6 separate regions of the Mus musculus genome follow, and regions 2, 3, 4, 5 and 6 are each linked to region 1. A link is a contact called in public HiCAR-type, HiChIP or PLAC-seq and promoter capture Hi-C data. All regions are on one chromosome and are shown on one strand. Each heading gives the region's core, a stretch centred on a gene start, on an enhancer-like site or on the middle of the called end of the contact. The rest is flanking DNA. Distances are from core to core; before and after follow the strand shown.

Region 1 (4,177 bases), core at 504-3,003:
AGTATTTCATAGGTTTGCAGTGAGAAAGGGACTGAGAAGATGAAGATCAAAGGTCACACAGGTTAAGCATGTTTCAGGCTTGAACATAGTTTATTGGCTGTTTTAATGTTCTTGTTTGAACAGTTTCTATTATCTTCAGTTTTCAAATTAAAATGCAAATACATTGTTCACCTCTTTTCGTTTCCATCCTCGCTCTAACCCTTCCTGTGCCACACCTTTGCTCTCTCAAATCGATGGTCTCTGTTTCTTTAATCTCATTACACACACACACACACACACACACACACACACACACACCAGCTTGTGTGTGTCTGTTTATGAATATCATGGTTGGGTAAGACTGGTTTCCCTTCTTTGAAAGCTTGTATGGAGCCTTCTGGTACCATGAAAGCTAGTTCTCAGGGAGGAGGCTTTCTGGTTAGAACCTCTGGGTCCTCTGTCTAAAGTGCATGGTGTCTTAGCAACAACGACTTATCCTCAACCTCTGCAATGCAACTAAGAGCAACAGCAAAGCTTGTTTGGGGAGTTTCTTGGACATCTCTGACAAACTGCTCAAACAGCATCTCCTTGCCCAGTGCTGGGATTTTTGTTAGATGACTGTGAGAAAATGTCTCTTTTGCAGACTGTCTGGACAGTTTTTTCAGTTGGGTCAACATTCTTTGCTTCCAGCCAGCAAGAGAAATAAATCAGGGTTTTTTTTGTTTGTTTGTTTTTTTAATGTACTCTTAAATCTTTCTTTTTAAAAAATACTCCACAAGAGGTTCCATTCAAACATCTGAGATTATTAAGGAATATATTTGTTTTGTGTTCATTCTTTTTTTCTTTCTGCTAAAATAACCACGATATTCTCCTTATTAAATTTTTATTTATTTGTTCTCGATTTCATGTATATGCTTTGATCATATCTTTGCATCTTGCCACCATGACACCTGGTTTCTCCTCTTCTAGAAATCCAATCAATCTCCCCAGCAACAGGCAAGAACTGCTGTCTTAGTAACTATTCTATTTCTGGGAAGAGACAACATGACTAAGACAACTCTTATAAAAGGAATCGTCAATCGGGGACCTGCTTACAGTTTTAGTTAATGATGGGGGGGTGGGGTGGCGGGCAGGCATGGCAATGAAGCAGTAGCTGAGAGCTTTACATCTTAATTGCCAGGCAACAAGGGTCCGGGGTGGGGGTTGGGGGCAGAGGAGGCAGGGAGGAGAGAGCTGCGCCTAGTGTGGGCTTTTTAAACCCCAAAGTCCACTCCCAGTGACACACCTCCTCCAAGGTCAAATCTCCATATCCTTCCAAAACTGTTCCAGTCCTCGGTGACTAAGCATTCAAACAGATGAGCCTAGGCGCGCGGGGGGGGGGGGGGGGGGGGCGTTCGCATGTAAACCACCACAAATACTGCTGTAATTAAGGAGCATTTCCGCCTTCCCAATCCAAGTTTTGAATTTAGATCTTAGGATCCTTTTCTAGAACTGCTTCGGGGAGAGTGAAAGCCAATCTCTTCTGAGCAGACTCTATCTTGTGTGTTCATTGCGGCGACTAAATGTCATGATAAACGACCAACACAGAACTGGAGAATGAGAAAGCGATCTCAAGTTCCTGCCTCCCCTCCTAAGCCGCTAAAAATCCTTACTACGCCGCGCAGGCGCCCCCGGCCGCTGAGCGAGAGGACCCGGGAGGCTCCGCCCCTCTAAGGTGTCCGGCGCGCCTGACCGCCTCGGCCTCCGCGACGTCAGGCCTCTCCTTGGCCAGCCCGGGTCCTCGGCTTTGTGAGGACCCCGCCCCGCCCCCGCGCTGAGGCAGCCCCCCCGCCGGGCGGACCACTTCACCCTCTCTACGTCGGTCTCTCAAAGATGCCGCTCTACGAGGGCCTTGGGAGCGGCGGCGAGAAGACAGCAGTCGTGATCGACCTAGGAGAAGCTTTCACCAAGTGAGTGGCCATGGGCGGCTGTGGGCCCGAGGGACGTGCCGGTGGTCCCGGACTGGCAACCGTCTTTAGGCCCGCTGGGCACCCGGGACCTTCCCCCGGCGATCCCGCGAATGCTAGCTCACATCGTTGCCTTAAGGCAAAGCTCAGTCCACACTCAGTGATGAATGTGTTGTCAGGGAGGACTCTCTTGGGCAATGCGAACCTGTAGGATCTGGTGGCCTGAGTGGGATCTGGACTCCTAGAGAAGCCCAGGAAGCTCGGGGAACGGTGTCCCCCACCCCACCCCCGTCTAAGGTGATCAGGGGCCATCACTTTAACTTTTGACAGCGATGACCCAGATTGTGCTTGCCTCTGGCTGGGTCAGATTGGAAGGAAACCATCGAATTGTAACGCTTGCTGACTCTTTCCACCATAAAACATTTATGGGATGGAGCCCCATTGGTTCTGGAAATAGATTGTTCTCCAGGAGTGTAGGAAATCAGCTATGGAGCCCTGGCACATGAAGACAGGAAGCCGCATAGAAATGAGACGGGAAATTGTTGGTTACCTTATAATACTCTTAGACCCACATTTTGCACTTTAAAAAAGCAGTTTGTAAGCACGGGAGTAGTGGTCCTCGAAGTGGCAGTCAAAGGTAGAGATAGCAAAACACAAATTCACAAGCCTTGGAACATCTGGACAGTATGAGAGGATGCTGGACGGTTTTAAGTTCTTTGGACCATCCATTTAAGAGTCCTTGTATTGGACTCAAGAACAACACAGAATTACATGACATATATGTATATATAAAGTGATGTTGTGTATGAAATACATATTAGGCTCCAGAAAGCTGAGAGTTCCATCATATATACATATTATGTGTTTGAGGTGAAGTTATATATGAAACAGATGTGTGGATTATTTTTGCATATTTTAAACACTTCCTAACCTGTAATAGATGTTAAGCAACTATTAAATAAATGGTCATAAGAACAGACTTAAAAATTGGTCCTTAGAAGCTACAGAATTGGATTAAACATAGTTCTTGATTATCCTCTCCTTCTCTGACTCTCCCATATTCATCTTACTTTTTTAAAAAACATTAATATAATAAGTAGAGATTACTACCTGAAAATAATTATTGTGGCTATACATTGAAAATATAAATTATTATATAGGGATGTGATTGAAGACAGAAGGACATAAAAGTTTTCAAAGGCAGAACTTAAGCTACATCATTACAAAGTCCTTGAGGACTTTGAGGAGCACTGAATATAAGTAACATTGAAGTGAAAATGGAGAGAGATGTCTAGGCACAGGGGAACAGTGCCCAGGCGGGGGAAGAAAAAAAAAAAAGGTGTGATTTCCAATATGGTCATTTTAGCAACCTTTTTTCCAGCACAAAAGAAATGTGGCACTGACTACTAATTTTTCTCTTTTTCTTTTTCTTTTCTTTTCTCTTTTTGTTTTTTTTTTCTTTTTGAAATAGTGTCCAGTGTGGCCCAAGCTGCCCCAAACTTCTAGTCCTAGTGCCTCTGCCCTCCTGAGTGCTGGCATTGTTCATGTGCCTACTGTGCTTGGCTTAAACCAAGACCCACAAGTTGTCTTCTCCCCTTCCTATGTGCACTGTGTCATTCACGCACCCATGCACATAAACACAGGAAATAAATACTAATAAAACCAGTGTCCATGTCCTAGTGTGAGTGTAGGCTTGTTTGAGTTCATCATATATGAAATGATTATAATTGTCAGATTCTCATAGTTTAAGAAGATAGTCTTGGGGCTGGAGAGCCAGCTCAGTGGGTAAGAGCACTTGCTACTCTTCAGAGAACCTGGGTTCAGTTCCCAGCACCCATGTCAGATAGCTCACAGTTACCTCACAATTCCAGTTCCAGGGAATCTAATGACCTCTGTGATCACCAGGCGCGTATGTAGTGCACATACATACACATATGGGCACAACACTTATACACATAAAATGATTAAAGAAAAAAAAGTCTTAAGTAACATGCTAACGGTTACTTTATTAGTAATAGTACTTTATTAATATTAAAACTAAGAAGAGAATGAAGAGATTATTCATGTGCCGTGTGGTGAGTGACATTTCTGTCAATGAGAGATCACATATATGATGTCATGGCTCTTCAGTATCACATGTGGGTTGTCTATGACCAGAGTTTCTTTATTCTGAATAATTGTAGTTCCTATTATTCCATGTTTAGATGCATTTAGGTACACAACCACTTACCTTTTGTATGTTTTTATATACT
Region 2 (4,177 bases), core at 530-3,029, 1.2 Mb before region 1:
TTTGGTGATCCTCAAAAGCTCACTAATAACCGGGCCCTGACACCTTAGAGGGCACCCGTGTCCAGGCCCACAATAGAGCATTTCTATGCCCAAACTGAGATTACACAAAATATGATTAAACTGTATAGAGCTATACACAGAACACAGAATGCACATAAATTTGGTAAAACCTGAATGTGTGCATTGTATCAACATTAACACCAAGGCAAATGGTGGGACAGGAGGAAGGTGACATAAAACCATTCTATAATTTTTGCAACTTTCTATAGGTCTACAATTGTTTCAAAATAATCAGTATTTTAAAAACTGGGATAAGAAAATGGTTAATTGGCAAAGTGCTTGCCATACAAGTGAGGACTTGAGTTTGTACCCAAAGCACCTTTATGTAAGGGCATTCCTTGTTCAACCCATGTAACCTTGGGATCAGGGGCAGGGAGACAGGCAGATCCCTCGTGCTTACTGAGCAACCAACCAATCACCTCAAGAGACCCTATCCCCCACCCCATCCCTCTCCTGCCCCGAGGCAGTGGAGGCAAACACCTTTAATCCCTGCAGACACTGAAGATCTCTGAGTTCAAGGACAGCCTGGTCAACAAGATAGCCAGGATACAAAGAGAGACCCCATGTGGAAAAAGCAAGTGACAGATAGAAACACACACACACACACACACACACACACACACACACGGAGGGGGAGGGAAAAAGGGAGGGGGACAGGGAGAGGGAGAGAAATTGGGAGAGATCCAGTCTCAAAAGTTAAGGTGGCGCAGGTTGGGTGGCACGTGCCTTTAATTCCTGCACTAGGAAAGGAGTGGCAGGTTGATAGCTTGAGGCATTAGAGGCCAGCCTGATCTACACCGGAGTCATAGGACAGCCAAAGGAAAACAAACCAGTACCGTTTAACATGCTTTAAACGCGTCTTAAACAAAAACACTGCCCCTCTCCAGGGTCGTGCCACACCTCGGTCTGCCACTAAATCCATTCGCATGGTCTACCTTGTCTCAAACAATCAAAAGCTCCCCCACCCCCACCCCTCCACCCCGCCCTTAAAGCTTTCACACCGAACACTGTATTTGCCAGCTTTCCTAGGCAGCTCACAGTAGGCAACTGAGTTGCTTCTAGTGAGGACAACTCTAGTGTGTGCAAGGAACTGACCCACAGAAGCCAAGTTCTGGATTTTCCAAGCAACACAGGGGATGATAGTTAAGAAGCTGCATACTTATTGGCAGTGTGCTAGGTCTTTTAATCTTCAAAGTGACCACCTAGGGGCCAGACTAGGATCCTAGTCACCAGTCACCCTTTAGAGTGGTTAAGAAATGGAGAGGAGTTGTGTATTCGGAGCCAGATTAGCTCCGGACCTCAACTCAACACTGCCTTTCCTATGGCGCACAAACGCAGTGGACGAACCCTGCGGGTCAGCAGCTCCTGGGATTCGAGGCTGGACCACAGAATCAGGACTTCCTCGCCGGGGACAGAGACATCGAGTCGGGGGACACAGACAGGTTCAGTTGGAGATCCCTGAGCGGAACAGCAAGTGCAGGCCGCCGCCTCTCACTTACCTGGTGCTGGAGCTTCTGCGGCCACCCCCGCACAGTAGCCCGGGCACCCCGGACGCCGGTCCACTTGCGCGGAGGAAGCCCCCAGCCACGCAGTACCGGGCCAGTCCGCAGACACCGCCTACGTAGCGCAGGGTCGGCCACATGGCCTGCGCCACCTCCCCTCCCTCCACCCCAGCACCCGCAACCTGAACGGACTCTAAGGGTGAAGCGCGCCGCTCTCCAGCCCCGCCCCCAGACGAGAGCCAATGAAACACGCGCGTTTGCCTGACGTGGGCGTGGTCTCCGCTGGCCAATGAGCGAGCGCCGTGGAAGGAAAAGACCGAGGGCGAAGGGCCGGCCAGGCGCAGGGACGCAGCACGCCGTGAGTAAGAGGAGCTAGGGCGAAGGCGGGGACCGGGTGGTGGTTCCACTCTCCGGGACCTCCGCCCGCACAGGCTTGACTGGACGCCGGCGCTGTTCCGCCAGAGAAGGCTGGGCATGTCGGGGTGACCCCTGGCTCCTGCGGCCTCTCCTTCGGCCACGCCTCCTGGTCGGTTGGCGACGCTGTGGCCCGGGAGCTGGGGACTAAGCCACCTCCTGCCGCTCCCTGTCACTACCCTGCTGATTGCCCGCAGGTTTCTGGGCCCTTCATGGGGCTCCTGGTTGGTTGTTCATTCAACCACTGACTCAGCTTGTAAATATCGGGCGCTGAGCTAGGCGCTGGATGAAAGTAGACGGCTCGGTCTCTGTCGTCATTTAGTGTTGTTTTTTTGGTTTCTATTATTGACTTGTATATGTGCCTATGCGAGCTTATTGCAACAGGTATGTGCAGGAGTTTGTGAGACCAGAAAGGGGAGTACAGGATCGCCTGGAACTGGAAATTCTGAGCTGCCATGTGGGTGCTGGGAATCTAGGCCCTCAGGTAAGACCAGTTAACAGTCTTAACCATAGAGCCATCTCTCTAGCCCCAAACTTTTCTTTATTAATTTACATCTCTGCCCCAGCTTCCCCTTCCTTCTCTCAGGCCTTCCTGACTAAGCCAGCTCAGTCAACAGGTTCTCCAGGGAGGGATGAAAAAATTGAAAAGAAAAAGACAATTAGACAGTACTATTAACATAACCCTAGCCCGTTCTGAGGTTGAAGCAAGGTTATTTTTCCTCCAGTCAGTCTGCTTTTATACAATTCTAAGTACATGCAAAGAATAAGGTCAGTCCTAAGTCATAAACAGAGTTAAGGAACAAAGCCTAAACAAAGGTGCCATGATAGTTGTATTCAGAGTCTTATCAAGACCCATCAAAATACAAAATAACTCTGTCCTCAGCTGTGTTCATCTTGAGCCTACTTCCCAGTCCTGGCCCAACCTCAAATTCTTGCCAAATTTTTAAAAGCAGGCATCCAAAGCGCTGTAGCCTTCTTCTCACTATCGACCCCACCCCCACCCACCCACTTAGGAAAAGGGGCAGCCTCCTATGGATATCAACCAGCCACTGTATGTGACGTTGCATAAGACTAGACACATTCTCTCCTCTTGAAGCTAGACAGGGCAGCCCAGTAGGAGAAAAGGGTCCCAAAGGCGGGCTCCTGCTTATCCCACTTGAAAACCAAGCTACGGGCTGGTGAGATGGCTCAGTGGGTAAGAGCACCCGACTGCTCTTCCGAAGGTCCTGAGTTCAAATCCCAGCAACCACATGGTGGCTCACAACCATCCATAACGAGATCTGACTCCCCTCTTCTGGAGTGTCTGAAGACAGCTACAGTGTACTTACATATAATAAATAAATAAATAAATAAATAAATCTTAAAAAAAAAAAAAACAAAAAAAAAAAAAAAAGAAAACCAAGCTACACAAGTATAACATATGTGCCTAGGTCAGTCCCATGCAGACTTCCTGGCTCAACCTTTCCTTAATCACTAGACTAAGAGAGAGCTTTAAATGTCCATGCCTCCAGATAGCCACTCACAGGGGAGGGCACTTGTGTTTCCTCCACTGTAAAAATGAGAGCTATGCAGTCACTTAAAAGACCTTATAACTGTAAAACTTTGTGGTTCTTTGTCACCATACCAATGTAATTCCCATTCGGTGCTTGATGGTAGTCCTTCATCTTTAGGGTTAGACCAGCTTAACAGGACAGACTGTCGCTGGAAGGAAGGACTCGCTGGTTTGAATGTTGGTTCCAGCCAGTAGGTGGCTCAGGTTCAACCTATCATCTCCACCTCAGACAATTTTCTGTCTGAAGTGCCCCTGAGCAGATAATAGTGTGTGTATGAGAAGAGCTTGGCAAAGCATTAGCTTTTTATTATGCTTGATTGATTGATTTCATGAGTAGTACTACATGTTTTGTTTCATTGGTGGGGAAGAAACAATGTTCCCTGTTTATTCATTCCATCACAAACAAACAGCATGGATGATTGTATCTTAAATTCAGTGTGTTACAGTAATTGTGGGTTCTCATGCAGTTGTGAGAAATAATAAAGACCCCAGTGTCCTAGTTTGCTTTTGATGTGATAAATATCATGACCAAAAGCAACTCAGAAGGAAAGGATTTATTTCGTCTTACAGCTTATAGTCCATTGTGAAGGAAAGTTCGAGCAGAAACTGAAGTAGAGGCCATGGAAGAGTGTTGCTTACTGCTTCCCCA
Region 3 (4,177 bases), core at 532-3,031, 1.2 Mb before region 1:
TAGTCTATATATCCTGGACAATTAGTAAATTCCCAGTAATCATTAAGTCTTGTCATTTGAACAAACCATAGACACTTTTAATGGAGCCATTTCAGCGAGGCTGAGAAATGTCTGTTTCCTAAAGGTGTCAGGTAAGCAGGGGGTGTGGGAGAAGCGAGCAGGTTCTCTCAAAGTCAGCGGAAACCACTTACCCAGGGTTTTCCTTATCAGGTAGAGCTGATCCACGTCAGATTTTCCTGGCCATAGAGGCACTCCGGACAGTAACTCAGCAAACACACAGCCAATTGCCCAGACATCTACAGGGGGACCATACTGCGTGTCTCCCACTAGCAGCTCGGGTGAGCGGTACCACCGGGTGGCCACGTAGTCCGTGTAGTAGTCACCTGGTCCAGCTGGCCGGTGCAGAAACGTGGAAAACAGATCAGTGGAAGCCCGGAGTCAAAACTGAGCAGGGAAAAACCTAAGAAATGAAGCTTTTCCGAATCACCATTCTCAGTGCTAGCTGCTGGTTGTCATCACTTGGCTGTAGGATGTTTTAAATTACTGATACTTGGGCTTCCTCCCGGCCCAATTAATCCGAACACTTGGAGAGGGCCCAAGGCTACCCGCATACTTTTTAAAAGTTCCTTGGGTGTTAATCTATAGCCAAGATTAAAAGGCATTCATCTGAAGTATTAATTCTGGTAAGTATTGTTTGGGGGGTTGGAGAAGGCAGGAGATTAGCAGGCTTTATAATAACTTTTGTGCTACAATTTACATATAGCATACATATCTAAATTGTTGTGTATTTATACATTTTTCAAGTTATATTTCATTACAAGATTTGGCAGGAACCGTAATTTGTTGCAAGATTATTCCCGGGGCAGAATACAAGAACCAGCTTTCTGTAGTATGGAAACCAGCTGTCCCAGCAAGAATGTTCCTTTTACATTGAAGAAGCCGTGGGTACTCACTGAGAAGCCGTGCGAACCCAAAGTCACAGAGCTTAATGGCTGACTGTTTGGTGATGAGAATATTTTCCGGCTTCACGTCTCTGTGTATGCACTGGTTAGAAACAAACAAACAAACAAAACAAAATGTCATGAAGGTGCAACTCTAATATCTGCCACGAGTAAAGGGCTGGAATATTTAGCAGATATTGGATATATCAGTTTAATCTGCCATTGACCTGTTGGATACTAAAACAGCAGACTAAAATAAACCTAGTTCCATACCTACAGACAGAATCATTTCAAATTCTTGAGTGGCCACAAAAACCAAGAAGTGTGATAGGAAAAATGACTGTCAAGAGCCAGACTCAGCAAATAAAAACACGTGAGATACCTAGTTACGTTTGGATTTCAGATAAACGACTTTTTTTTTCAGTGCTGGGCATCAGTCCAGAACCTTAGCCGAGCACGCCACCTGACCTCCACCTCCAACCCAACTAAAATGTTAAGTATATCTCAAACAGTCTGCATTAGAAAAAGGAACTTTATATTTAACTAGGCATCACCCCTAACCTGCCTGCTGTCTATGAAGGGGGAAAGGACCGAAAGGCTTTGAGGCTTCAGCCTGTGGCAAGAACGACAGACAGATTGGAGCAGAAGCCCGGTTCACTGGAAGGCGGCTTGCTCGCTCGGTAAACAAGACAAGCCCTGGGCCTGCTGAGATAAGCTGGGAGAGAGAGGGCTGGAAGCTCGTGTGCCTGCCAAAAGATCGCCCTTCCAGCTCTGACATTTGTCCTGACAAGATAAACAAGAGCTGGCTGCGGCCTCGCCGTCCGGGGTGCGTCGTGGTCGCTAGGTGTCAGCTCTGTCCCACAGCACAGAGGAGCCCAGCGGGAGACTCTTGCATCCTGCCTCACCCGCTGGTATCAAGCTACATTCTTTAAGAGGGTGAAGCCACTACCAAGAGGAGCGCTTGAGGACTCCCACGGGACTTTCTTATTAAATGACAATGTCTTTGATAGATAGACAGATAAATAAATAAATAAATAAATAAATAAAATCTCTTAAGTCAACAACTTTTAATCAACGGTTAACATTTAAAATTGAGTTGGGACAAAATATTACTCCGGGTTCTTTGTGACCCCTCCCTTTTCCCAAGGGTTTTCCTCTCTGCTGGGAAACGCTGGGTCTTTCTGCCGCCCCAGTGACTGTTGGCCTGGAGCCTGCAACTCTTGAGGGTTCCTTGACCCCAGAATCCGGAAAGAGGACAGAGGCTCTTCGTGGGCGCAGCAATTCCCACTCCAAGGGACTTTTAGGGCGAGAGAGCAACGTTAGTGTTTCCCATCAGCATTATTATTCTGGAAAAAAAAAATGGAGGCGGGGTGGGGTGGATAAATTACCTTATAACCTACCTATCTGGTTCTCAGTAATCGATGGCCCTGGGCTCTGAAGTCTTTCACCAGCCATTTTGCATTTTGCTATAAATAGGTCCTTCCATGAATGTCGTGATGACATATGGGCAGAAGGACTCAGAAACAAGAATGTGCTCCACCCCCCCCCCCTTTGTTTGGGAATTCTTTCCAAGCTCAGCACCCTCCCCCCATCAGCCCCCCCCCCCCCCAGCACGTGGAGCCCAGCAGCGTCTGCGGCTCTCCAGAGAGCTGTGGTATGCACTGTATTTATCTTCACTTTCCTCAGATCTCCCCCACCAGGGCTGGCTGGCGAGCTTTCTCGTTCTTTCTGCCCCCTCCTCTCCCCTTCCCTCTGTATCCTCCAGCCCCACTATCTGTCCTGCCACCCTTATGCTGAAACTTGTTTGTTGGGAAAGTGCTAATCACCGATCAAAGCGTCTAGCATCCACTCGTCCTGCCTTAAAATGACTGTTTTCACTGTAAGGAGTCAAACCCAAGGCTTCATGCAGGCAAGGCAAGAGGTCTAACCATGGAGCGACACTCCAGCTCTGATAAGGATTCTAGGCTTCCGATAATGAAAGCCAAAATAATGACTGTTCCCGTGTTTTCTCCTTGTAAGCAGCTTCAGGAAAACTTACTTGGGGCAAGCTCAGAGGGGATTTAACCCCTCGGGCCTGGGTGACCAATAACTGGAGTCCAGTGAAACTCTAAAATTCCCTTCTGGGATTTTGAGTGTTTTTAGTGGTTGGACTCTGATTCCACCCCCCCACACACACACCTTTTTCTTTTCTGCTATATTGATTAATTGGTTGGTTGATTGATCGCAGTACTGGGAATCAAACTCAAGGGCTCATTCATTCTGAGTACTTGACCACACAACTGGGAGCCAGCCCAGGAAGCTGGCTTCCATGTGTAGAAAGGGGGCAGCTCTGTGTGGGGTGAGAGAGGAGAGCAGATTTTTCAGCATCTATGAAGCCATGTCACATGGGCAGTCTCCTACAGTGGCTCCCCCCGCACCCCCCCCCCCGCACCCGGCCCCCCGCCCTCCCCCCAGTCCAGCTGTGGCAAAAAGGACCAGACGCCCATTTAACACTCCTATCTCACCAGGGCAGACACTAGGACTTGGCGCCTAGGACTCCACCCATTGTAACTGCAGCAAGCATCTGGAGTTACCTCTTCCAGTTCAAAGTCTTTTGGGGAAACCAATCCAATAATACAGACTCTCTAAGTAAATGGGGTTCCTTCTTCCTCACATTTTACAAATTAAAAACAAAAACCAAAAACAAAAAACGACTAGTTTTTTTAAAATGATTTTTATAATGTATGTTTCCATAAGATCTGCCATCTTTAAGTTCCTTACTCCCCTCCGCCCCCAGGCTTAGGAAGATTTTCATGGAAAAAAACGTATACCCACAAAGGTGGGGTATGAACTTTGAATAAGGCTCGGTTTTGGCTCAAGAGAAGAAGCCACCTGGGTGTTCAAAGGGGGTCGGGACACTTACGTTATGTTTATGGCAGAAATTTACAGCCTGCAGTGTCTGCCAAGTTATGTTCTTCACGAGAGGCTCTGGTACCCTAATAAAAACAAAAGAAACAGCACAAACACATTCTTCACTCTAGCCATGGACCTCAGCTCAAGAAACCCAATCCAGACGGGGGCAGGCTTTGGGACTGAAAAATCCCGGGAGACACAGCCTCCTCTGGATCCACAGGCCATCAGCCCACAAATCCAGTGTTGAGAATGTGTGACCAGCATGCTGCTGAGTTGTGGGGAAAGCAGGTTAACAAAAATACAAACTTGGATTTTAAAAACAAAACAAAACAAAAAACAGGGAG
Region 4 (4,177 bases), core at 687-3,186, 1.1 Mb before region 1:
ACTCAGACTAGAGGAGAAACATTGAGCACCTGGTGTAGAGGGTGGGGGCTTCCTGCTTTCACACGCTCTGTGGTGTTCACCACACACCTCACATTGTTATTTATTTAGGTAGGTGAACACACAGTTGCTACACAGCACTGTGGGGTCAGAGGTCAACCTGGGGGCCTTGATTCTCACTCAGTTAGCATTGACTTGGAAGGAGAAACTCGGGGAGCTACACCTGGAAACACAGTGATAATAAAATGTGCTGAGATACACGTACCTGTGCTGGGAGGTCGGAGAGGACATTCTCTGAGCCAAAGAGAACAGCCACCGTGCTCCTGGGAACACTAATTTTGGTGGATGGAACACATAAGTGTTACTGTGTACCATGGAGGTCAGAGGACAACTTGGGGGAATCGATTCTCTCCTATCATGTAGGACCAAGGGATCAAATTGAGGCTATCAGTTTGGTGGTGAGCACATTTATGCACTGAGCCATCTTTCTAGCCTATTATTATTATTATTATTATTACTATTATTATTGAGTAAATCAACCCATTGAAGACTGGGAATGTGCCTCGGTGAGAGAAGGTTTTGTTAATTTGATAAAGTCTCTGGGTTCAATCCTTAACACCACAAAGTAGTAATAATATTGACAATGATGATGCTAAATAAAGAGTAAGGCAGCTATCAGCTTCTACTGAGAAAGTGGACATGGTCAGTGGCTCACGAGAGCAGAGTGCAACACTGGCTGTGTGGAGGAGAGTAGGCAGAGGACCCCAGCTGGGAACCGGCACAAACATTTGAGTTCACCCCTTCTGAGAGCATCATCCACTCATACACTTGGCCAGGGTCTGGACAGAACACCGAGGCCACACTTTCTGAAGCACAGTTGATTCCCCATGGGAGCCATCCATGGCCTGCCTCATCCTGCAGTAGCAGCTGCATTGCCTCTGAGAAATTCAGAGAAGCCTCTTTCCAGAATAAGAGGGAACACACTTTTGTCTTGTAATGAACACCTTTGTCCAAGGACCTAAGCTTAGATTCCAACACTCACAATAAATGCTGCCCGAGGGCAGCTGTCCACCTGCAATCCCAGTACTAGATCCTGGAGAGCACTGGCTAGCAATCCTAGTGAGACACTGTATCCATATACAAGGGGGAAAATGGTTGAAGAAGATGGCTAGTGTTAACCTTTGGCTTCCAAATGCCACACACACACACACACACACACACACACACACACACACATTTATGCGCGCACACATGAACACACATATACAGATGCATATATAGCCCAAGAAAACAGGACAATGGGTTAAAAATACAAAATGAAAACAAGCTGGAAGCTCAAAACTCAAAAACTCTAGCAAAGTCGAGTTGTTTTAAATTCTGCTTCTTAGAGACCCGTGAAAAGACTGTCTGCAGTTGACGCCAAGAGAGCCCCACACCTCTCCTGTCCACCTTCTTACTCTTACATAATCCGTTCTCTGCGCACAGACTCTGATTTGTGCCATTGAAGACAAAGGCTGTGTGGGAAGAGGGCAGAGCCTCAGCCCAGAGCATCTATCTAGCACAGAAAAAGCAAATTAGCTACCTTGAGCATGCGGATTTCTCGAAGGGCGATTTTCTTTATGACAGGGTCATCTTCGGTTTCCAGAAACCTCTTGATGGCCACGATCTGACCCGTGTCCCTGTTTCTGCACTTGAACACTACCCCATAGGAGCCTTCTCCAATCTTTCCAATTTTTTCATATTTTTCCATTACAGAGGAGGAGCAAGTCTTCTTGAGAACGGATTTTCATATAGTTTTTAAAGGTCGTTTATGAACTGACCTCTCTCGAGCCTCATCAAGTAAGGGCTGTCGTCCGCGATCTAGAGAAAACAAGGCGCGAGTTAAAGAATAAGGATCAGCCAGGTGTGGACTCCACCCCCACCCAGCAATGACATCGCGGTCAAGGCTGGGAGTCTACAGGTGGCTGCCATGGGTGACCTAATTTCAGTTGTCTGTTTCATTCCCTCGAGCTAAAGATGTAGCCAGCATCCAAAAACGAGCCGAGCTGTAAGATAATCTATCTTTTTAACGTTATGGTTCATACGATCTAAGACACTTGAGCTGGCTGGAGCACCAGGAAGGCGAAGGGCTTCCCCGGTTCTAGTTTCGGGTCTCAATTCCCTCCGGAAGAGGACACCGGCTGGGCAACCGGGCCCGTGGGGACTGCGGGAACTGCAGGGACTGTGGGGACCTCCCACCCTGACTCCTGAGGCGCCTCTCGGCCCAGCTCTAGCACAGCAGCCTGCAGCTCGGCTGGGTGACTGCTGCGATCCCCATGGGAACCGCGCCGGTTGGGCGGGGCCGCCCTCCGCCCTGCTGTACCCGCAGCCACTTGGCCGGGTCCCTGACCCCGCGCTGCAGGTCCAGAGGGTTTAAATCGTGGAAATCACAGCATGGAGAGTTTGCAGGGAGAACGCCTGCTCCCAGGCTGTCCTAGCAGCCTGCTCGGGCTAGGGTGACCAGGTCCATACCTTATTACGTCCACTCCTTGGTGTCCGTTCCTCGCCTGTGAACCCCGGAGGACAGCAATTGCTCGGTGCTGCAGCTTCGAAAAATGAATGAGAGAGAGTGAGGCAATAGAGGGAGGCAGGATGGCCTTCCCTCCCATGTAGTGGGGTCTTGGCGGTGCAGAGCCTGCTTTGATTGCCTTGACTCTTTCCCCAATCACCTTCTTATTGAACCTGTTTCAGTACAGTGACAGTGGCAGTTGATGGATGCAGGAAATCTTGAAATAAGGATCGCACAGACAGCCTCTACATTTTGTCAGCCCTTCCATCCCCTATGCTAGGCGCCGAGGTGCTTGTGTGCTGGCGGCAGGGCTACAGCAGAGAAAACGCACGATGTGAAACCTGGCCAACCCGGGGCAAGGAACGTGCGATGCAAATGTACACAGAGCTCAAGAGGAAGCTGGGTCTGGGCATACCGAGCGTGACGGCTGCCTGGCAAAGGGTAGAGGTATAATGAGTTACTAGAATAGACTCGTGGTGGTCTGGGACCCTCCCCAGAAATCATGTGCAAATGTGAATGCCTACTCTTTTTGACTTTTGTCTTCTCGATAGCTTTGCCTTGCCCAGAATATCGCGTACATGGAAACATACAGTGCACAGCTTTTATTGAGTCAGATTCTCACTTCACAGAATACATCTGAGAGCCACACACATCTTGCATTTAGCAGCAGTGTCTTCCTGTTTATTGCCGGGTAGCGTTCTGTTGTATGAACGTACTGACTGGTATTTATTTGTTTATTCAATCCTGGTTGAAGGATATTTGGATTGTTTCCAGTGTGGGGTGATTATACATGAAGCCGCTATAGACGCCGTGCATGGTGCTTTCTGTGAAGCCAGGTCTTCATTTTTCTTGGGGAAATCCTTAGCGGGAGACCTCTGCACATTGAGCTTATCTTTTCCATTTTACCTTCCCACCTGCAATGTCCCCAGTGCCCGGCATCCTTGCGGTCCTTTTGGCTTTAACTATTTTTTAAAAATATTTATTTATCTATTATTACATGTAAGTACACTGTAGCTGTCTTCAGACACTCCAGAAGAGGGCGTCAGGTCTCATTACGGATGGTTGTGAGCTACCATGTGGTTGCTGGGATTTGAACTCAGGACCTATGGAAGAGCAGTCAGCTCTCTTAACTGCTGAGCCATCTCACCAGCGGATTTAGCTATTAAAATAGATGGTTAATGGCTTCTAATGGTTTTAATATGAATTTGACTTTTAACCTTCCCTATAGATGTGTTCTCGCTTCAGGATTCTAAGAGACTTATGGAAATTTTTTGGCGCCAACACCTCTCTCTTCCCCAGTGGGCTGCAGTTCTCACTTGGGACATGGCAAAAGGCAGAAGGACAAACAAACAAACAAACAAAACCCCTCTAGTTGATTGAATTAAGTACAAGATGGCGATCTTATTACTAATTTCCATACTTGGGTGGAGCTCAGGACCCTGTGCTCGCCAGGTAGGTGCCCCCAGTGGGAGACAGGATTGCTGTTATTGTTCCTGTCTCTGACAATGTTCTCCTTCACCTTTTAAGAGAGTTGTTTATAGGGACCACCAAGTAGGGACATTTTGATTTTTCTTTATCACTTTCTCTTTTCACTGGGTAGGTTCTTCTGTGTGATGGCAAGACCACACTGCT
Region 5 (4,177 bases), core at 731-3,230, 1.1 Mb after region 1:
AAGACAGCTACAGTGTACTTACATATAATAAATAAATAAATCTTTAAAAAAAAAATCTACCAGTACTCAAGAAGTGGGCCAGCCTAGTCAACGTAGAAATTCCAGGGTTCCATTCCAGCCAGGGCTACACAGTGACCCCCTGTCTCAAAACAATAAAACAATGAACACTCATTAATTTAAGAAAAAAAAATTTTAACAATGTTTCATACCCTCATTACTAACCACAAAAACCTCTGAGATAAAATGAAGGTACAGACTCAGTCAAGGAGTCTGTGAACTTTGCCTAAGGTTGGATGGCTTTTGAGGGGTTGTGAACTTGTGTGTCCAGCCAAGGACTTTGTTTCTCAACAAGGACAGCAATAGCTTTGCTTACAAATTTAGTGCCTTTCAGAGTCATTTAGTTCTTACCAAGCATATTCTAAGCTATGCTCGAACTCTGGTACACACACTGTCCTTTGGTCCTTAACTTCAGTCTACTGTGAAGCGGCTATGAATCCTGACAAGCAAGGAATGAGGATCTTAAAAAAAGGAAGCGCACAATTCATCCGCATTCCACTCTAAGCTCCCCCCAGGCCTTGTGAGCATGGATCCGCTCAGCAGGACAGCAGAATTGCATCCACCAAACCTGTAAGGCAAAGACACTGAAGCGTGTTTGCAGTAATTTGGAATTACCTTTTTATTAATCGCAAGGGCAGGCAGGGTGGGTTAGTTGCGCAGATATATTCAGCCACAGAGCAGTGGTTAGATTCGCGGATTGTCTCAACCGGGTCTAGTGAGTCTCACCCTTTACCTGAGGCCAGGACAAAGGCTGGGACGCTGTGGAAGCGCACAGGGCCGCAACTGCGGCCACCTTCACACTCTACGAAGGCGGTCACCAGACCACACGGGCAGTGGATGTTGACCTGAGCCTCCCGGGCGCCTTTTGGGGGAGCGGGCACCAGTCCAAAGTCGAGCGCGAAGCGGCCCAGCGCTAGCACCGCGTGACCGCACATGGAGCTGTAGCCTTCGTTGTGCAAGAACAGGACGCCTAGGTGTGCGTCTGGCAGCTCACTGGGCACCAGGATGGCCCCGTACATGTCCCGGTGGCCGCGGGGCTCGAACACGAGCCGCCGCCGGATGTAGTCGAGGTGTTGACGCATGTAGCGACGCTTGGCCAGCAACGTGGGCCCTGCCACCTCCGGACACCCGGCGTGCACGATGCGCAGAGGCTCGCCGCCTGTGTGCATGTCCACCACCGACAGTGCTGGCGTCCTCGGGTCGTTTGGGGGCAGCCGGGTCACTGCCAGCGCCGCCTCCATTGTCTGCGTCCAGGGACTGCCGCACAGCGCGGTGGTGCTCTCTCCAAGCAGGGAGAAAGCGCCAAACCCAACGGGAGAACGCGCAGAACCGGTGGCAATCTCAGGGCCAAGCCGGCGAGCAGAGATCACCCAGCGACCAGCGTCCGGAATCTTAGACTGGGCGCGCCCGAGCTAGCAGGATTCAGAGTTAGACTCCCAACAGGGGCGAGCCTGGGCGACAGGACAGGGAGCGTGGGCAGGGATTAGAAAACTAGACCCCCCAAATGGGGGCGTGGCTCCAGAGGTTTGAACACACGGAGGGGGCGGGGCTTCGGAACTTGCTCCAGCAGCGGGGCGGGGCTCGGAGGCTGGACTGCTCGGCGGGGGCGGGGCCTCGGAGACTAGACACGCGGCAGGGGCAGGGCCTAGAAAAGGAGCCAATAAAATAGGGGCGGGGCTCCAGAGACTACTCTGCGGAGGCGGTGCCTAGAAAACTAGCCCGCACGATGGGGGCGGTCCTCGGAGACCTCAATGCAGGGTAGGAGCGAGGCCTCGGCGACTTGAATGCACGGGGTGGGCGGAGCTACGAGCTTCGTCTAGGAAACGGGGGCGGGACCTCAGGGCCCCTTCAAAGAGACACTGGAGGCGGTGGAGACCAGTTCAAGTTGGAGGCAGGGCGGGGACGAGACCTGAGTCTGGACCCGGAAAAGGTGGAGCCTCTGAGCTCAAACCCGGAAGCGAGAGAGAGAGAGAGAGAGAGAGAGAGAGAGAGAGAGAGAGAGAGAGAGGCTTCCAAGCCTAGATTAGGAAACTAGGTTTCTGGGAATCCTAGGCCTGGAAGTCCGCCGCGTGCACCCCCGACACCCCTAGCGGGGGAAGCGGTGGTGGGGCGGGACTCGGAGCCGAATGTAGCAGGGGCGGGGTTCCAGCGTGCTTGCCAGGCTAGCGGGAGGCGGAGCGGCTGAGAGCGCTGTGGCCCGGATGTTCGGGCGCTGCGTTCGGACCCGCTGATCCCCGGCTTCTCAGGGGAACCTAGTGTGGCCAATGGGTAAGTGGTCGATTAGGCTGCGGGCGTGTCTCTGTCCTTTTTTCCTATTGCTTTTCCTCGCATTGTCTTGGGCTCGCCATCGGGCCGACAGCTCTGCTGCAGCGAGCAGCCTGGCCCTTGGCTGCGCTGAGCCCAGGCACTGACTTCTCCCGGGGTTGGGATGGTCTGCTCCAGAATGGCTGGAGAAGAGCGCTTGTGCAGAATTAAAGGCTGAGTCTTTGTTGTGCTCTTCCTGTGTCCCTTCCTTCAGTCCCTTTGTTCTTGTCCAGGAAAGCATTCCTGGTGGTTGACTTCAGAATTAGAAGCAGAGTTAGAACAGGACAAGGAAGCAGAACCTAATTGCCACGAGACTTGCTTTTTCAACCTCAAATGTAATAGTTGTTTTTCAAGACAGGGTTTGTCCTTGTAGCCTTAGTCGACCTGGAACTTGCTCTGTAGACCAGGCTAACCTCGAACGCAGAGTTCCACCTGCCTCCGCCTCCATAGTGCTGGGTTGAAAGGCGTGCACTATTACACTGGACATCAAATGTAAATACATTAAGCCCTTCACAAAGGGTCTTAGACTGCTGCAGAAAAAAACAAGGACAACATTTTAGCTATAGCTCACCAATGGCTATGAAAGGTTGTACAGATTCTTCTCGTTAGGTAAATGAGCTTTGGTTTGTTGGCCTTGGTTTTGAGATCTTTTAGACGCAAAGCCCATGGAGAAGGGACTTCCTTCTCATTACAGTTCAGTTGTGTTTAAAAAAGGTGTTAAGGATTGGCTGGAGAGATGGCTCAGTGATTAAGAGCACTTGCTGCTTTTCGTGGGGTTTGATCCCCAGAACCTCCACAGCGGCTCAGGACCCTTAGTAACTGCAGTTCAGTGGCTCCTATATCCCTTTCTGACTTTCTCCTCTTTTGGCCTCTGCGGGAACTTGGCTGGTACATGGTGCACAGACATAAATGCAGGCAAAACACAAATACACATGAAAACACAATACTATAATAATAAAAGTTTGTTTTTAAGATTATAAAATAAAGAAGAATTTTTTTAAAAAAAAGATGTCAGATACTTGGTAAAGTGAAAATATCAAACATGAGACATTTCAGACTTTTTTCTGTTTTCCCTCGGCAACATAAGTCCCCCCAAAAAACAACAACAACAACAACAAAAAAAACAAAAACAAAAAACAAAACTGTTCTCCAGGAATTTGAAAGGAGAAAGGGCCTTGTAACCAGAGTCTCCACATGAAAAGTTTGAGGAAATTATTGTTCAGCAATAATAACACGTGTAAATTCACACGTAGGCCAGCATTGTTTTGGATTCATTTCATAGCAAATGGCAGATTCTTACAGAAGCCAGCCTCACTGCCATCGTCCTCTGAGTACCTTTGTGGCTTTGAGCAGCACTTTCCATAATTGGTGTAGAGGATCAGGTGTCACTGATACAGAGGAGTAATTTCTCTTCGATGAAGTCTTAGATAATTTGGAGATCCTCGGGTTTTTGTCTTAAAAGAGCTGTTTTTAATTCCCCTCATCCCTTTAAGAAATTGATTGCAAGAAATTGATTGTTCTCAAGTAATTGCTCAGAAGCTCAGTGCCAGCACTGATGGGATCTACCCTTGTCAAAAATCATAAAAACTGGGCTAATGCTTTGATATGGAGGTGAATTGATTTGTTTTAAAGACCTACCTTCTGCTCTGAAGTTCTCTTTTCAGAATGTGGACAATTCAGCATTTCTGTTATGAATAAAAAATGAGTCTGTGTGCCCAGTGTCTCTATTTGGCCAAATGAAGAATAGTGACTGTAGCTGGTCTTTGTAGTTTTACCACTCCTTATCAATAGATAGGAGAGAAAGATGCACAGGTGG
Region 6 (4,177 bases), core at 772-3,271, 1.0 Mb before region 1:
CTAGCTACCATTAACTTTCCATAAGGAAGGGGATTCCATTCTAACTGTGCACTTTGCATCAAAGGTAACCGAGGCCAGAGTCAGGACCTTGCTCACTGCTGCTGCACTGCTCGGTTGCTAGAACAGTGTCTGCTTGGGCCCAAATGCCTCGTTTTCAGGGGTAAAAAGCCTACCCAGAGTTCTTACCTCAGAATCCATCACCCCAAGGTACTACTCTCAGCAAAAAATTACTCAAAAACAAGCAGAGAAAAGAGATGTTTTCCTTGCATTATACCTGTGCAAGTCAACATACCTCAGTGGGGTCAAGCAATTACTCATGAAACACAGCCATCAGGGCTCTATGCAGATTGCTGTTTGGAACATACTGATACATACATAGGTCAAAATATCAAGCTGTTGCAAAAGGAAAATAAGCTTTTATTTGGGGGGGGGGGTGTTAGAGACAGGGTTTCTCTGTGCAGCTCTGGCTGTCCTGGCACTCACTCTGTAGACCAGGCTGGCCTTGAACTCAGAAATCCACCAGCCTCTGCCTCCTGAGTGCTGGGATTAAAGGCGTGCACCACCAACACCCAGGTCAAAAATAAGCTTTTTCTTAATCCCCATAAGGAACTGCACTAACTCTGCCCCTTTGGGACAAAGAACAAAAGCCATGAGGGAATATTGGACAGTGTTTTCCTCTGAACCCTTCAAAAACTTAGCAGACTTAAGAAATCGGTTTGCTTTGCTATGGCATGTTTTTTGTTGTTGTGTAACGGCAGATTACAAATTTATTATTATTTGTCTTAATATAAGAGACCAGTAAAAAGGGTAGCAGTAATTATCCACTCATGATTATGGAATGCTATAAATCCCATAGAGAGGAATTAGTTTAGTAGGAAAACCCCATAAGTTATATTCATTATTATCAACCAGATACAAAATGCCTAAACTTCTGCCAGGTGACAAAGGTCTTCCTCTAAATATGTTTAAATTTCATTACACTTTGTTTATTTCCTGGGAGTGTGTGAGTGTGTATGTGTGGGGGATCCGTGCTTCCACCAAGAGAATCCGGGGACCGTTCTGGGGTCCTAAGTAAGGTTTGGCTCTAAGGGCCTTTAACACCCTGAGCCACCTCACCGGTCCCCAAAGACATCTTCCTACAGGCTGTCATGTTTACACACAAATCCTTTTACTCCAGAACCAGATTACTTACAGTTGACAATTTAGAGTCCGGTTCCACAGAGATTTTTTTCAAGGCAAGTTCACCCAAACCAGTACAGGACGCAAAGGTCTAGATTTACAATACTCTTTCCTATCTACCGCCTTCCGCGAAGCATTTTCCCCCCACATCAACACCAAACCATCCTCCGGAATAACTTCAATACCATAAATACGCCTTAAAACCACAAAAAAAGCTCAGCCGTGGTCTGGAAGGTGCGGTTAAGTCTGCCGGTCGCTAGCCTTAGAACCGATGGGGAACCCAGGGTGCTCGGAACGGTGCGGCGGGCTCCGGGCCGCTTCCTGGCCGGACGCTGTGGTCCGGCGCATCCCGGGGGTGCCCCACGTTCGCAGGCCGGGCCGGGGCCTCACCTTGTACACGTCCCCGTAGGTGCCGCTGCCGACCCTCTGCACCAGCTCGTAGTCGTGCTGCGGGTTCCGTCTCAGGATGTCGGCGGCAGGCCTCAGCGGGGCCTCCATCTTCGCTGCGCCCAGTCCGGGGCTCTGCCCGCCGCAGCCGTCTCCCGCTAACGAGGGCGCGCGGCGCTTCCCAACATGGAGCCTCGGCTCGCAGCTGCGCCTGCACCGGCGAGAGCGAGCGCGGGGGGCGTCACGGGGCGCAACCCCGGCAGCCTCCGGGCCTCGTCGGTCCCGCCAGGCCCCGCGCCGGCCGTACCCGAGAGGCCGTCCGTTCTTGGCCGAGCGCCGGCGTCGGAGACCCGCGTCTTCTCCGAGACGGCCGTGCGCACAGTCGCCGCCGCACCACGTTCCCCACCCGCGGCTGCGTCACCGGGAGACACGTTCGCGGCCGGCGCGGATCGAGCCTGGCCCGCCCGAGAACGCAGGCCGCGGGCCCAGACTGCCGCCCTGAGGCCCGCCGAGTGCACAACACCCTGGACGCCGCCGCGCCCCGCCTCCCAGCTGCTTGCGGGGCGCCGGAGGCGTTCGTGCGGCGTCTGACCCGCCCAGCCTCGGCCAGGATTCGCCCAGTGGCCGGCGGACTAGAGGAGGAGGGTCTGTCCGCAGGCCTCCGGAGCGCTGCCTTCTGCTTCCTTTCGGTACAGGTAAACTGAGGCCGCCCGGGCAGGAGGTGGGGGAGTGCCGGGTTAACTAAATGCCGGCACACCCGACTGCACCGTCCTGTTCCACACACTGTTCCCGGTGGTACCAGTTCCGAGGCTGGACCGCACACCTGCAGAACCTGTCTTCCACCAGGGTTTCCCAGAGCCATTTTTGAAAACCCCAATTCCTTTCGAAGTTTCTGTGGTCTCTGGGCATCACCGCAATATTGCAAGTGTTAATGGGAGGAGTTTTAGAGATGCTAAAGCAAAGCTAGGGACCTTTGTCTGATTCTGCTTCCAAAGTAGGTGATCTGGGACAAGGCATACGTGGCAACATCCCAGTGTCCTTATCTGTAGCTGGAAGAGGATAGGTTTTGCATTTGACACCCGAGAAATGTTTGTAAACCATTTTTACAGCATTGTAAAGAGGAGTGTAAAATGTAAGAGGCTTTAAAATGTAAGAGGCCTAACTAACAATGCCCAAAATATTGGGCAGGAGTTATGAGAAGTGATTTGGTTAATGTTTCAATCTCTTTTGTAATTTGAGTTCCAGTCTTGTTCTTAAGGTAGAAATGAAGTTGCCAATTTTATGTATACTGGTAAAGTTACTTCTAGAGTCTTACAGAGATTTTCAGTTGGAAAACCAGATAAGGACTGGAAAGATGGCCCAATTGTTAGCAGCACCGGCTGCAGCTCAGAGGTTGATTCCCAGCACCTGCGTGGCGGCCCACTCCTCATTAACTCCAACTTGGGATCCAGAGTGGGCTGGGAGGGAGGGCCAACGCCCTCTTCTGGCCTGTGTAGGCACCACATATGCATATGGTGCACAGCTGTACATGCAGGCAAAACACAAAATTAAATAAAAATGTAAGAAAATTGAAAAAACTAGAAAAAAAAACGACAACAGAACAAATTTCAGATGACACGTGACTCCAGACACACTCTAATTCTGTTTTGAGAAATAACTTCTTATAGCTAATAAATGAAGAAATTAAATTAACACCTTAACGGAACAGAGACTGTATGCATTTTCTCGTGATCCACACACAAAGAGCACTTATTTAGGGAACATAAGTAAGCCCAGACTTACATGCCCCAGGGACAAAGCCTGTGTGTGTGCTGCACTGAAAAAAAAAATGGTTGAAGAACAGTTCCTTCTTTGAAATCTTCTTGGCACTTGTTTTGGTGGGCACATATTTTTGGCTTCGATGACTCAAAATCTCTTCAAGTGTTCTATTGGTATCTTAGTACTTGTTTACTGTCATGGATTTATGGTGGTCATGTAGTCAAACCCACCCTTACCCACTGTGTGACTAGGCCGTTGTGGGATATTCATGGGTTGAAGGCCTTCCACCACACTGGCCGCAGGATAGTCAACCTGGAGGGCCAGTGTTGTGTGAGGGGAGAGCAGTCTTCCAAGTTTAGAGTCAAAATGGGGATGTTGATCCTTTGTCTAGTGTGAGATGTATTTGCTCTTATTTATACCTGCATTATCCCGTAGAGAGTTTGAGGCAGCTCACACAAAATACTTATTTTTACACAAGATAAAAATAAATGAGAGGAAACTGCATCAGATTTGAAAGGGGGGAAGCAGGAAACCAGAACAATGCAACCAAAAGAGAGAGAGAGAGAGAGAGAGAGAGAGAGAGCAAGAGAGAGAGAGCACAAAGAAGACTTGAGGGTGGGTTTTCTTTGTATGCTTTTGAGAGGAAGATGAACAAATTGATCAAGAGAGGCGTATCTTTTCCTGATGCTAAGACCTCAGAGACATTTCCCTTGTGAGCCTTCACAGAGTGGAAACCTGAGTAGCCAGCTTGAGACAGAGATAAATATCCTCTGACAAGCCTCCAAGTGTATTGTTGTAGGAACATACTGTTTAAAATGAATTAGGTAATAAAAAGTTGGAGGTCACAAGTGAA

Evidence for each region. Promoter capture Hi-C pulls out the DNA fragments that hold promoters and counts their contacts. HiCAR-type assays count read pairs that join an accessible place to other places. HiChIP or PLAC-seq counts read pairs in DNA pulled down with a chosen protein or histone mark.
Region 2: a promoter capture Hi-C map of pre-B cells shows a contact between it and region 1, with 2.9 times the contacts expected there. The contact joins the promoter of L2hgdh here to the promoter of Actr10 in region 1. A contact is called at or near these places in 8 of 39 promoter capture datasets (the 3T3-L1 cell line, 3T3-L1-derived adipocytes, the C10 cell line and 4 more), 2 of 115 datasets of contacts at active chromatin or transcription factors (the 230-238 cell line and astrocytes) and 2 of 9 other capture datasets (embryonic stem cells and pancreatic islet).
Region 3: a FOXA1 HiChIP or PLAC-seq map of pancreatic cancer cells shows a contact between it and region 1. The contact joins the enhancer-like site here to the promoter of Actr10 in region 1. A contact is called at or near these places in 2 of 39 promoter capture datasets (both in the 3T3-L1 cell line), 2 of 115 datasets of contacts at active chromatin or transcription factors (astrocytes and pancreatic cancer cells) and 1 of 9 other capture datasets (embryonic stem cells).
Region 4: a promoter capture Hi-C map of liver shows a contact between it and region 1, with 2.0 times the contacts expected there. The contact joins the promoter of 4930512B01Rik here to the promoter of Actr10 in region 1. A contact is called at or near these places in 6 of 39 promoter capture datasets (the 3T3-L1 cell line, the SN4741 cell line, cranial neural crest and 3 more) and 1 of 115 datasets of contacts at active chromatin or transcription factors (pro-B cells).
Region 5: an H3K4me3 HiChIP or PLAC-seq map of embryonic stem cells shows a contact between it and region 1, with 7 read pairs. The contact joins the promoter of Jkamp here to the promoter of Actr10 in region 1. A contact is called at or near these places in 2 of 39 promoter capture datasets (both in liver), 1 of 484 Hi-C or Micro-C datasets (CD8 T cells), 1 of 115 datasets of contacts at active chromatin or transcription factors (embryonic stem cells) and 2 of 9 other capture datasets (adipose tissue and liver).
Region 6: a HiCAR-type map of astrocytes shows a contact between it and region 1, with 4 times the contacts expected there. The contact joins the promoter of Atl1 here to the promoter of Actr10 in region 1. A contact is called at or near these places in 9 of 39 promoter capture datasets (the 3T3-L1 cell line, cranial neural crest, embryonic stem cells and 4 more), 1 of 484 Hi-C or Micro-C datasets (CD4 T cells), 3 of 115 datasets of contacts at active chromatin or transcription factors (astrocytes, pancreatic cancer cells and pro-B cells) and 1 of 9 other capture datasets (adipose tissue).

What each region holds. Positions count from the first base shown.
Region 1 is chr12:70,936,104-70,940,280 of GRCm38.p6, forward strand. It overlaps Actr10 (ARP10 actin-related protein 10), which reads left to right and starts at 1,754. Exons shown (of 13, transcript NM_019785.2): 1 at 1,754-1,928. The coding sequence starts at 1,852.
Region 2 is chr12:69,723,095-69,727,271 of GRCm38.p6, forward strand. It overlaps L2hgdh (L-2-hydroxyglutarate dehydrogenase), which reads right to left and starts at 1,780. Exons shown (of 10, transcript NM_145443.2): 1 at 1,560-1,780. The coding sequence starts at 1,702. It overlaps Dmac2l (distal membrane arm assembly complex 2 like), which reads left to right and starts at 1,851. Exons shown (of 5, transcript NM_026536.2): 1 at 1,851-1,920.
Region 3 is chr12:69,756,255-69,760,431 of GRCm38.p6, forward strand. Cdkl1 (cyclin-dependent kinase-like 1 (CDC2-related kinase)) reads right to left here. Exons shown (of 10, transcript NM_183294.2): 4 at 3,844-3,916; 5 at 954-1,044; 6 at 192-392. Among named protein-coding and RNA genes, the nearest start is that of Mir681, 5.6 kb to the right of the region's middle. RefSeq lists an enhancer at 1,155-3,008. Within about 2 kb of position 1,782, at least 124 of the 459 cell types and tissues checked have an H3K27ac peak or open chromatin away from gene starts, as enhancers often do. A contact at or near this core is called in pancreatic cancer cells, where this site is marked.
Region 4 is chr12:69,788,408-69,792,584 of GRCm38.p6, forward strand. 4930512B01Rik (RIKEN cDNA 4930512B01 gene) reads left to right here and starts at 1,937. Exons shown (of 8, transcript NR_033573.1): 1 at 1,937-2,044. Cdkl1 (cyclin-dependent kinase-like 1 (CDC2-related kinase)) reads right to left here and starts at 2,300. Exons shown (of 10, transcript NM_183294.2): 1 at 2,236-2,300; 2 at 1,580-1,857. The coding sequence starts at 1,747.
Region 5 is chr12:72,083,859-72,088,035 of GRCm38.p6, forward strand. Jkamp (JNK1/MAPK8-associated membrane protein) reads left to right here and starts at 1,981. Exons shown (of 7, transcript NM_024205.2): 1 at 1,981-2,325. The coding sequence starts at 2,322. L3hypdh (L-3-hydroxyproline dehydratase (trans-)) reads right to left here and starts at 1,455. Exons shown (of 5, transcript NM_026038.2): 1 at 791-1,455. The coding sequence starts at 1,298.
Region 6 is chr12:69,891,084-69,895,260 of GRCm38.p6, forward strand. Atl1 (atlastin GTPase 1) reads left to right here and starts at 2,022. Exons shown (of 15, transcript NM_178628.5): 1 at 2,022-2,261. Map4k5 (mitogen-activated protein kinase kinase kinase kinase 5) reads right to left here and starts at 2,080. Exons shown (of 32, transcript NM_201519.2): 1 at 1,570-2,080. The coding sequence starts at 1,677.